Regions from separate parts of the Sus scrofa genome. Here region 1 is linked to region 2. The links are chromatin contacts, called in public Hi-C maps. All regions are on one chromosome and are shown on one strand. The core of a region is the stretch at or near the end of the contact, and the rest is flanking DNA. Distances in the headings are between cores, read along the strand shown. Region 1 has its middle 110 kb from the start of PALMD. Region 2 overlaps PALMD (palmdelphin).

Evidence for each region. A called contact is a pair of places that touch in the nucleus more often than the background predicts.
Region 1: a contact with region 2 is called in a Hi-C map of liver, with 6 times the contacts expected there. A contact is called at or near these places in 3 of 47 Hi-C or Micro-C datasets (embryonic fibroblasts, fetal heart ventricle and liver) and 1 of 2 datasets of targeted methods (skeletal muscle).

The regions. Positions count from the first base shown.
Region 1 is chr4:118,538,076-118,541,561 of Sscrofa11.1, forward strand. No RefSeq gene overlaps it. Among named protein-coding and RNA genes, the nearest start is that of PALMD, 110 kb to the left of the region's middle.
Region 2 is chr4:118,394,167-118,397,342 of Sscrofa11.1, forward strand. The region is part of intron 3 of PALMD (palmdelphin); the gene reads right to left. LOC110260438 (a long non-coding RNA gene) reads right to left here. Exons shown (of 2, transcript XR_002343735.1): 2 at 1-3,176. Among named protein-coding and RNA genes, the nearest start is that of PALMD, 32 kb to the right of the region's middle.

The DNA.
Region 1 (3,486 bases), core at 451-2,950, 140 kb after region 2:
CACTTACAGAGAGAGAGGGAGGGAGGGAGGAAGAGAGAAAGAGAGACAGAGAGAGAGAATGCATTATATCAAACATGAGCACGATAGCTCACAGGACATTTCTATAACTTATTCTAAACCAGTGGGGTACCATGGGGGAGGCGGGAGCAGTCAACTGGATGAAGGCAGAAAGGAGATGCTGTGTCTATAGAGAGTTGAAAAACAATAATAATACCAACTAAAATCAGTTTACTTTTTAAAAAAATTATAGTTTATTTACAATGTTGTGCCAGTTTCTCCAGTACAGTAAAGTGACCCCGTCATGCATATATATACATTCTTTTTCTCATACTGTCCTCCATCATGTTCTATCCTAAGATATTGGACAGAGTTCCCTGTGCTCATTGCTTATCCATTCTTTTTTTTTTTTTTTTTGTCTTTTTGCCATTTCTTGGGCCGCTCCCACAGCATATGGAGGTTCTCAGGCTAGGGGTCGAATCGGAGCTGTAGCCACCGGCCTACGCCAGAGCCACAACAACGCGGGATCCGAGCCGCGTCTGCGACCTACACCACAGCTCACGGCAACGCTGGATCCTTAACCCACTGAGCAAGGGCAGGGACCGAACCCCCAGCCTCATGGTTCCTAGTCAGATTCGTCAACAACTGCGCCAGGACGGGAACTCCGTGCTTATCCATTCTAAATGTAACGGTTTGCATCTACTAACCTTTTAAAAAATCATTATGCACCAGCAAGTCTAAATCATGCCAGTGATAAAGTATTCTTCTTGGAAACTCCTCTGTTCCTAACAAGTTGAAGTTTTCATTTTCAATTAAGCATTTTCAGACCCTTTACCCTCTGGCCTCTAACCTGTTTGCCTTCCATGCTTATCTCTCATTGAATCCTTCTTTCCAGTCCAACTGGGCTAACTGTTTAATGGAAATACTCTGCACATTTCTGCCTCCCCATTTTGATAATATAGTTTCCACCATCTGAAATGCCCTGCTCTCTCCCTTTCATTTATCCAGATCTTACTTCATGGGCTCAGGATAAGGGGTTCATTTTCTGGGAAGCCTTCCCCATCTGCTGGATTCCTCTCCCTTTTGTGTACATAGATAGTTCTATTTTGGCATTTAGCATCTGCTATCTTGTGTTGAAATATATTTCCCTTCCCTCCCAATGTAAAGGAGGAGCTCATTCATGGCACTGGTTCTTTTTCCCATAATCTTGACCAGCTTTGGGGTTTGCTATCATCGGTACACTTGGTACTCACAATTGTGCTTAGAGTTCCCTGCTGTCCTATTTCACAGCATAAACATAACTGGTGAATATCTTTTATTTTAAAGTTCCTCTGAGACATATGTATGTTACCTAAAATAGTGTATATCATATAATATCAATCAACATCGGACATTTAAGAAAGAAGAAATATGATTGCATTGTGGGGTTGGGGGTGAGGGATTGGGGTCTATGTCTTACAACTGAGATTAGTCTGAAAAGTCTCAGGTATGAGCTCTGAACGCAGATTCCATTGATGTGATTTTTCAGTCATTTTCTGAGATCTGGAACCCTTTTATCTCTTCTTTACTAGTGCAAAATGTAACGCAAGTTTTAGCATGTGATGTCCACTCCCATTATTGATTGCATGAAAAATACTGGGTCTTTGAACTCAGTCCTTAACCTAGCACTACATCCTAACCAACTTCTGCAAACAGTATACTGTCAACATTTACTTTGGTATCCCAATAGAGAAATACCTTTTTAGGAGGACCTATCAGCTAACAGACTACCTAAAATGAATTGAGAAGACCATTAGAGGAAATGTTAAAATGTCAGTGTAAAATATCTTTCTTCACATTCTCGTATTCCACGAGTTAGCTGTATACTCAGAGGTCCTTTGAGAAAAACTCAGCCAGATCCTGGGATCAGAGGCTCAGTCTCCAGAAGTACAGGGGTCTCAGAGTTTCTGGGGCCCTAAAAGGTATTCTAGATAGAAGGAAGCATTTCCAGCCTGAAGTGGCTTCTGCTCCTCATCTTCCTCTGAGGAGGAATTTTGGAAATGTGGCTTGGTTTTATTCCCCCCCCAGACTCTAGTGAAATTGGACCTGTGCATTCCGTGTCTCATTGCTTGTGCAAGTAGAATGAGGAGAACTTTGTCTCATCGCATCGTTGATGAGAATTACTATCTTAGTTGTTCCAGGAGCCTTGTTCTGGGAGTGAGCCAAAGTTCATCATTACCAAAGGTACACAGACAGTGTCGTAAGGGAGAACAGCGGAGATGCCTTTAGCTATTTTAAGGCTGCTGTATAAAAAAGGACTGAGGCTTACAAGGAAACCCAAGGCATCTAACCAGGAACGATGGTAACAGACTTCAGTTCAAAATAGACAGCACTTTCTAACAATCAGTTGTCTATATATAGAATGGACTGTAGTGTTAATACTGAGTTTTCCATGGGGTGAGACAGTCACAGGAATGGGAATTCTGCAGGGTGTTCTAATATCAGGGAATGATGTGAATAAAGGAATTCTGATTCTCCTTCTTATCCATAGTCTATAGTTTTCTGATTCTGCCATTTTTTTTTCCAAATCTGTTGATTGGCCAGTCAGAATTTTTCAAACGTGTCAAATTTGAATGCATTAACATATGAAAAACAAATTCTTTTCCTCTCTCTCCTATTCTCACTGTTATTGTAGACTCTGGTCTATCTTCTAACTTTCACCAGTTAGGGATATAGAAGGAATAACTCCAAGTAGAAACGTATATGATAATCAAATAGGCATATAAAAAAATCACACGGGATTTTGGAAGGCTATGCATAGCATTTCACTTTGATTTTTTAAAAGTTTGGAAAGAACTGTAGTCTTGTAATGAAGTCTTAGGTGGCATGTGAAAAGAGAAACAGGAATTTCTCTCTCCTGCTGGGCTTTCCCATCGATGGAAAGCTTTATTCATATATTGAGCAATTCTTTCTTCCAGCCTGGGTGGTCCCCAGGGAGGGACTGAGTGAAGAACTGTGGGAGGCACAAGTGCTCTGTCTATCGTGCCTTCTATTCAGGGGCACAGAAGGAAAATTGCAAGCTTCTTCGCATATCTGACTCACATGTTACATACAGGTGCCCTGTTGGCAATTTCCTATGTGACGAGAAAAAGAAAATACTCCCTCCCCTCCTTTTTTAGCTTGTGGTTGAGTGTAGGCTCTGCAATGAAATAGTTTGAAGATCTTTAGAGGGAAGGTATTCTAAAGCCTGCTGTTATGCTATTCAAACCACTGGCTTGGAGGAAAAATGATGTGATTGCATCAGTCTGTGTCCAATCAGGAAACAGAAATCAGACAATTAGTCATTTGAATAGAGAGAGTTGAAGAATTGTTTACTATAGCAGGGGTTTTGAGTAATGAGAGATTAGATAATAAAAGAGGATTCTAAAAAATGTAAGAATAGCACATGCAAGGAGTAGTCATTACCTGTAGGGCTGAGGTACACACTTCCTTAGGTCACTAGATGGCAGA
Region 2 (3,176 bases), core at 280-2,779:
ATTCCTTAGGGGTGGCAAAGCAACCAGACAGAAAGAAACAGGGTCTCTTATCATATCATGTAACATTCCTGCTCCCCTCCCTTGAATTTCTCCCAGCTAGGATTGCTCTGAGTAGGAGGAAAATGAACCTTTCTAATCTTGTTGAAGCTACTGTTCTAGAATCTTTTAAAGCAACAAAGCCAGTATACTACTTATTGTATAGTCCTATGGTGGATATACCTTGGTGTGACAAATTTTAGGAATTTTTTTCATATTTTTTTTTTTGTTGGTTTGCAGGATGAATCATTAGTATCATGCATTTCAGATAGTTCAACAGTAAAAATAGAAAAAAAAAGTTTTTGCTCCTAGTAGTTAAAGAATTTGCATGCTTTTTCTAAATGATATCAAATCCACCATGGTTTGTGTTGACATTATTAAGTTAGTTAATATTGAATGGATAAGGTTTGCAATGAAAAAAGGAAGGCTTATTTTATTTTATTATTTTTTTAATTTTATTTTTAAAATTAATTTTTTTTTTTTTTGGCTTTTTAGGGCCACACCTAGGGCATATGGAGGTTCCCAGGCTAGGGGTTGATTCGGAGCTATAGCTTTGCCGGCCTACACCACAGCCACAGCAACCAGGATCTGAGCCGTATCTGTGACCTACACCATAGCTCATGGCAGCGCCGGATCCTTAACCCACTGAGCAAAGCCAGGGCTCAAACCCACATCCTCACAGATACCAGTCAGATTTGTTTCTGCTGCACCACTATGGGAACTCCCTTATTTTATTATTTTTAAATCATAATTTATCTAAGAGAGTAGCTCTAAAATTGCAGCAGATACTGTTGAGTACACATATGGGTATGTTATTACTAATGGGTCAGAGGTTACAGATATTTTTATCTCTATAGATAATTTGGCCAATGGGAATGTCAAACTCTGTTTTCCCAATAAAACTGAGAGTATGTAATCTAGTAGAAGGTGGGCTTTGTTTTATTTTTAAAGTTGGGGTCCAATAAATTGCACTAGACATTTAACAGACTTTAATTAAGCACCTACTACATGTCAGGCACACTTTATTCACCAAACTGAAATAAAACTATATCAAAAAATTGGAATGGATTAGCAATGAGATCCTGCTGTGTAGCACTGAGAACTATGTCTAGTCACTTATGGTGGAGCATGATAATGGGAGAAAAAAGAACGTATACATGTGTGTGTAACTGGGTCACCATGCTGTACAGTGGGAAAAAAAATTTTATTGGGGGAATAACAGTAAAAAATTTTTAGAAAGAAAATAAAAGATGAAGAATACTTCTATGCATGAATATAGGACAAGAATTGCCCTATAGTTGGCCCTTGCCAAAGAGCATGCTTGTAATGAGAAAGATCTAACCCACCAGTGCAAACAATCACATGCCATGGGTAAGCCCGCCAGAGAAATAAAGGGCATTTGGCATGGAGCAAATGCTAAGTTTGCCTGAGCCAGATCTACTGCCTCTAATCCTGAGCAGTGAAGAACAGGACGAGCACTACAGCACAGCAGCTTCAAGATAACTAGCAAAGAGCTGGTCCGACAGTGACATTGAAACAAGTGTCAGTTTGCTCTGATAATTGGGAACAGCAGATGTTTAGAAAAGCTGAATAATTTATGGTTATATGTGAATAGCTCTTGCATGGGTGAATCTCATCTCCTAACATAACTCTGTAAATATTAACAGTTATCTGATACTATCTTGATCTGAAACTGCCTGGTACACAGGTAATGTCAGAAGAGCATGATTTAGTAGAAAAGCCAGTCCTCTTAATCAGAATAATATTTTGTAAATTAAGGGTTGCATTTGCCATTAAAAACAAGAAGCCGAACCGGTTTTCAGAGAATCAGTCACTTTTATGTGCAAGTTGCAAAGGTAGTTTTCAAGTGAATGCAAATAAACGCGTGCCCTGGAGGTTGGTGTGGTGTGGTGAATTGGTTAGTTATGGGCTTCCCAAATATTCTGCCAGGACAGAAGCAGGGTGTGTGGTTTTAATTAGGGCCTGGAGAGAACCTTGCAGGACATGCCAAACACTTATTAAGAGCTAAATAATTGTAGTAGTACTTCAAATTGACCTCTACATAAGTGACATGAGTTTCCCAAGTGACCTTCAAATACTGTTGTAGATGGCAGGTTAACTGCTGATGTGCTTATCCAAGATTTTGGAAAAGCTTTTTTTCTTAAAAAAAAAAAAAAGTTGTAGGGGAAAATTATTTTTAGCGAAGGTACTACTTGTAACCATATTATGAGATGACAAAACATATTCAGTGATGTATACAGCCGTTGACTCTCTCCACCCAGAAATAATTACTGGCTTTGTGCCTTGTAACCCTTAACATTTATCTCTAACAGTATTATAGAGCACCCACTATATTTTCTGCTTTCTATCCACTTCATTTTTACTTTGCTTCTAGTGTTAATTGTTCATATTTGATATGAAGAACAGGACTCTTATTATTTGAAGACCAAAAATATAAATTCCGACCTCAGTATAACTAGAATAACCAATAAAGACCAGTTAGCCGTCATTGGTCTAAATGACCTGAGCGACCTTTGCTTTATGGCAGAGCAAGGGATGGTGTGGAAGTTTCCTGTGCTGTAGATTTCGTCTCTGGGGACTCGCCTGGGGAGGGCGGAAGCCTGGTCCCTATGGCAGACCCTTCCTTTCACACAGCGAGTCTCTGCTTTTAAACATTCTTTCTTCACGACCACCATCTAAAGGATGGGTCCCTGAAACTAATGTTCCTTCCATGTTCTGGCTTGTTCATTTGCTCCTTTGCTCCTCCTTTACTCATGTCAGCACAGCCAGAAATCTGTGACATCCCTGTTCGTGGCCTAAAATCTGTGTTTCAAGTTGTTTTGCATGAGATAATCCACGTAAAAGTAAACAGAAATAAAAGTTCGCTTTGAGGAGTGTGTGATCCTTGAACCTCCTCTAGATGAACCAAGACTTACATGTGGCAGGTTCTCAATGAACGTTCATGGAGATGAATGGAGAATAAGCAGAGCGAAGCATGATGGAAAGATCTGGAGTCAGTGAGACCTGTGTGTGACGCGTGGGTCCGCTGGTAGAAGGTTCAGACCTTCCTGTAACTTCGTGTCCTCGTGTAAGTCACAAGGCTACTGAGACTTCCCTCGGAGAATTATCTGTCTCAGGAT